Regions from separate parts of the Gossypium hirsutum genome. Here region 2 is linked to region 1. A link is a contact called in public Hi-C data. All regions are on one chromosome and are shown on one strand. The core of a region is the stretch at or near the end of the contact, and the rest is flanking DNA. Distances in the headings are between cores, read along the strand shown.

Region 1 (2,700 bases), core at 65-2,564:
TGAGGTGCCAATCACGTTCAGCATCTGTATTTACACTTCATTTCTTTATATATAATTACATCCTTCCCTATATTTTTATAGGATTAATGCTCAATATTAAACTGGGATCTATTTGGTAGGAAAAGAGAGATGGGGAGATTAAAGCATTTTCAGAAACTCACATATATTATTATTAACATCAAGCAGCGCGCAGAAGCAAAATCAACAAAAAAATTCTGGAAATACAAATAATGTGGATAACAAGAATATGTTCAACGACCAATCAGACCCTTATCGATCCATTTGAAAAACGAAAATTTATAGTAAAAAATGCAGACAAACTTCATATATATCCGCTCATGAGAGAAATCCAATGCAAGCCAATGCAAGCCCAACAACGAATCCCAACCCCATATTCCTTCCGGTTGATCCTGAATTATCAGCAGAAGCTGGCTCATCTGCGGTTGCTGATGCTCTTGAGTTCGATTTAGACCCTGTTGATGATTTCTTTGTCGCCGGTGAAGGTGCAGCCGCTGGGGATTTAGCTTCAAAAAACTCCTCAGGCAACAACACCTTGTCCGCTTGATAAATTGCCAGAGGTTTCTTTTGATATAATGCGTTGTTAATCTGAGTCTCGACAACCCCGCTTGAGACGTTAACCTGGTTGTTCAGGCCAGTTACGTTGAGGCCGAAATCCTCACCAGCTTGGGTTCTAACGGGGTTGCTAACAAATTGGAGATCGTTCAAGGAGTAGTATTTGGGAATAACGTGGTATAGAACTAGTTGTACTTTCTGTTGTGGGTCCAGGTTATTGACGGTACCAGGTTTGAGGTTGTTGAAGGCATTATCTGTGGGAGCAAAGACGGTAAAGCCTTCAGTGGTGGTTTTGAGTTGAGTTTGTACTTGGCTCCCAACTTGAGTCTGTGCCAAAAGCTGAAGGAAGTAGGTGTATTGGCCATTTTTGTCAAGGATTCCAGTGAAATTCAAGGGGCCAGAGGGGGCAGGGGCGGGAGCCGTTTGAGCTGACACCCCACAAATGAATACTAGAAACAGAGAGAGGAGAATGGGAGAAAGAGGAGATGATGAAGCCATGTCTTTAGGTTTGTGTTGGAAAGGAATATGTGAAGGAGAGAGCCAGTGGGGGGATTTTAAGGGATAAGATGTAGGGAGTGGGAGTTTGCTGTAATGAGCTGGCTACACTCTAGAGTCTTGAACAAGACAATCCTCTTTGATACAGCAACATAGCAATAATGGGATTATGAAACGAGTTTTAAAGAAAAAAGAATTCCTTAATTTGGGTTTGTTTTTTATTTACTTTGTGAAATTTTGATAGATGAAGCAGGCAGGGTGGTTGCCTATTTTAGGTATTATTTAAAGAGCGGATGGTGGTTAATGGCTATCCTCATCCCTTACTCTTTTAACATTGGCAACAAATATTAAATGGGTAGGAAATCAGAAGTGGACCAATTGACACTTAAGCTAATCAATCCGGTTGGCCACCACTGGAAATGGAAGAATATTGTGTTGGCAGGGCAAATCACATGCTGCATTCGTCCAAAGCAATAATTGGTCATTTAGTAGCGCTAGTATGCGAGCGACAGCGTTTTCATTTCATATGAGTCGAGCACTTATTTTTGCACCTAGATTCTAGGAGTCATTTTGGGATAATTAATTTAAAGCTGAAATGAAAACCTAGACTAGAAATAGACCAAACCAAACCCAGAGAATAGCTAATGTTTAGGAATGAGACGATCAATATGAAATGAGGTTGAATTTCAATACATGTCGGGCTTGCCTGACAGTTTGGTAGTCGATGTTTGATTTGAATGGTTTTTGGAAGAAGCATCTGGCAGCCTGTCTGGGCACCAGAACATGGCTCGTGGGATTAGGATATTCCTTAAATACAGGTACACAATATTCCATGCTCATATGTCCAAAGAAAGGATGTTTATTTACTATCATTGCAGTCTACAATTATCGTGCATTCTATTCACTATATCTTTCATTATATTGTAGTCTTTTTATCCAAAAATGGGTAAATTACTTTGCATGTAAAAGAATAATATTTTGATGTTTTATCCATTAACTTTTACATTTTTATTCATATTGACCCTTCTTCTTTTATTTGAAGTAAATTAATCATCAGTCTTACCTTGTTTACGTAACATTATTTTTTTTATATTTTCCGACATAATTTTTTAAAAAAAATTATAAAAATATGTTCTAAAATAAATAAATAAAACACAGAATTCTAAATTTAAAAAAAATAGAATTTCGAAAAGAAAATATTTTAAAACACATTTTAAAATTTAAAGAAAAATGTTAAATGATAAAAAAAAATTCATCGTCTTAACTACGTACTGATAAGAAAATGAAGGTATGGCCAACATAAAATTTTCTTAACTACTCACAAGAAAATAAAGGAAAACAAAAAGAAAGTTGTATAATTTTAAATGATAAATTATTAATTATATCTAATATTCTTTATACTTTTACCCTCAACCACCAAGCTCCATGCTATAGTATTGATTTATATTTTATTTATATTTAATATATAAAATTAATAGGTAAGAAACTAGCTCTTCTTAAAACTATAATTGATTATACAATTTCAATTAGAAGTCGCAAACAAGTGTTTGTTTGGGACTCTTCTTCCTTCAAACACTTGAATATCACCCCCCAAAAAAAAACACTTATAATTCATTATCTTCTAAATAATCT
Region 2 (2,700 bases), core at 158-2,657, 280 kb before region 1:
AGTAACATGTGACACCATATATTTAGATTTAACGATTGGATTGAGCGTGGTATGTCATATTTAGTGTATATATTATTTTCAATATATATATAAATTTAAGATAAATTACAACATTAACCACTAAATTATGAGTAAATTTTTATTTTGGCCATTTAATTAAAAAAGTTACAAATTGATTTTTGTCGCTATCTATTAAGTGACACCTTTTAATTGATATAATTGTAATTTTAGGCCTCAATTTTTTTATATTTTTTATCAATTTGATCCTAATTATATATAAAATGATAAAATTTGAAATTATTTGTAAAAGAATTTTAAAAATTAAAATGAAAGTAAATAAAAATTTCAAAACTAGATAACGTGAAAAAATGAGGGAAATTGTTCCCTCCAAATTGTAGTGACTAATGATGTTCTTTAGAGTTTTGGGTTAACCTTAGGCTTAGGACTTGCAAGCTTCAGTCATCCTTTTAGGGTTTCCCTCTACCAACAAAACCTTGGGTAATGACATTATAGGAGTTCGCAGAGTCCGTGTTGACCATCCACACAGACCCCTTGCATTCCTAAGGTTTCTTGCCACTTTAAGTCCTTTAAACAATATCCTGAATATTCATGACAACTTCCCTTCAAAGAGTCCAAGGAGCCTGCAAGCCCTACAAAGTTCCTTTGTAGCCCCTTTGACGTGCAGCTTGTTGGCCCTTCAAGTTTTCCTTAGATCCATCTTGAACTAACCCTAGAGTTACATACCTATAGGACCAAAAGGAGTGTAGAAGCCACCATAAAGTCCTCTTAGTGTCCCTTTAGTTCCTCAACTCAGGCTGCACGCGCCAAGGTAATATCATTTCTCTATCTTCATTGGCAATAACATCATTTGTCGCCTCTTTCATCTACGAATTTGGGCATTACTTGCACTTGAGTATGGACACTCTTCCCATTGTTGTTCGAGAACATCTCCATCCGCAACACATGGAATCTCAATGGAGTTTGGGTGTATTCCAATCCATTTCGGCTAATATTTTTAAATTTTTTTAAAATTATTAAAACTTGAATTTAACAATTATTTTCGTTTAAAATTTTTTTATTTTCAAGTTAAAATAAAATCTAAGCAACTGTATGAGTTTTTTTTTTAACCTAAGTTAATTCTTTAACTTTAAATTATATTTATATTGAGACTAAACTCTAGTATTTTCAGAAAAAAGTATTAGGAATTAACTTAAAAAAAATCAAAACTGTAATATAAGAATAATTGCTAATTTTAAATTAAGAAAAAGATTAAACCAATTGTAGAATTCAGATCCAAAAAATATTTAAACCTTAATGTTAATATATTTACTTTTTTATGTGATAATTACGTCCATTGTTTGACATGTCACTAAGCAGTCAGGTTCAACAATCTTCAACTCTAATTTGTAAAGTACCAAAAGAAAAGAATCTACTTTTCATTTTATTTTTTTAATTTTAAAAATTACATTTGTTAAATAAAAATAATTAAAAAAAAAGAATATACAAACAGTTTTGATAGCTATTTTATAATATAAAAATATAAGAAATCAGAAATTTGTATTGATTCTATTAGGGTTTAAAAATATATGAATTTATACCAACAAGCTTTTCTTTTCTTGAACAAACTGGTTGAATTAATAGTGGAAATCCGACTTCAATGGCGTCTGGAGATGCAACAATCCCATTCATGAATTAAATTTAAATTTTTTGAGTACATGAAAAACAAACTCCTTTTCCATTTTATATTCCAAAATCAAAGAAAAAAAACCAAATACTTGGTACCTTACGCATCAAGACTTAAAACAAATCCGAACGATTTCAACAATATTTCTATTTTTACCGAAATTTGAGATCATTTTCAAAGCTAAAAACAGATTAGATTTGTTGAATTGAGATAGGAGAGGCCAAGAGATATCTGAGCATCAGTTTTAAAAAGCTCGATTATGAAGCCTCACAGATGGGTATCAGCACATAATAAACATATTCATCATTTGCTCAGATCTCTAGTTCTCCATCCACCAAGCACAAAGCAAAAAAGAAAGAAAGAGCAACAGTTGAAGTTGAAGAACAGCAGCGCCATTAGCACCGTATATATAGTGCACAATGGGCCTTGGAAACCCTAATTGCCATTTGCCACGGAAAGATTAAAGTGACGTCGTTTTAGCTCGGTGCCGTTTCAACAACATTTATGTTTTGAATTTGAAACGCACCGGTTCACCCACCATGCCTGCAGTATAGTAGTAATAGACTTGTTTTGTTTTTGAGTGCGAGTGTCAGATGCACATATTTGATTCAACAACTCTGTTTCTTTTTCCTTGAAATCTCGTAGGTTTATAAATTATAACATTACATTCGTATATTTGCTTCTTTCTTCTCGTTTCGCTTTCTTCCTCATTGCTTTCAGAGCAGTGGCGCTTGCATGATCAGATTGTTAACCACTAGAGCACCGCGGCCGTCTAATATTTCTGCTGTGCACCAAAAGATTAACTCTTTTGTTTGCTCTTCATTATGTGGATTCTCAGCCCAAGCAGCAAACCAGACCCAGCAAAACCCGAGTTCCATAAACAGACCGTCTTCACATTTCGATTCTCACATGTATGGTGCCTTGCTTCAACGTTGTGTCCAAAACGATGACCCCATTTCAGCTATGGGTCTTCACTGTAAGATCCTAAAAAGGGGTAACTGCTTAGACTTATTTGC

What was found. Hi-C and Micro-C count contacts between places; a contact is called where the count stands out from the background.
Region 2: a Hi-C map of leaf shows a contact between it and region 1, with 1.6 times the contacts expected there. The contact joins the promoter of LOC107939434 here to the promoter of LOC107946184 in region 1. A contact is called at or near these places in 2 of 34 Hi-C or Micro-C datasets (callus and leaf).

Annotation. Positions count from the first base shown.
Region 1 is chrA12:88,230,542-88,233,241 of Gossypium_hirsutum_v2.1, reverse strand. It overlaps LOC107946184 (fasciclin-like arabinogalactan protein 9), which reads right to left and starts at 1,314. Exons shown (of 1, transcript NM_001327504.2): 1 at 136-1,314. The coding sequence starts at 1,071. The coding sequence ends at 337.
Region 2 is chrA12:88,512,715-88,515,414 of Gossypium_hirsutum_v2.1, reverse strand. It overlaps LOC107939434 (putative pentatricopeptide repeat-containing protein At5g13230, mitochondrial), which reads left to right and starts at 1,407. Exons shown (of 3, transcript XR_005906260.1): 1 at 1,407-2,700. It overlaps LOC121211626 (small nucleolar RNA SNORD36), which reads right to left and starts at 1,997; the gene lies at 1,917-1,997.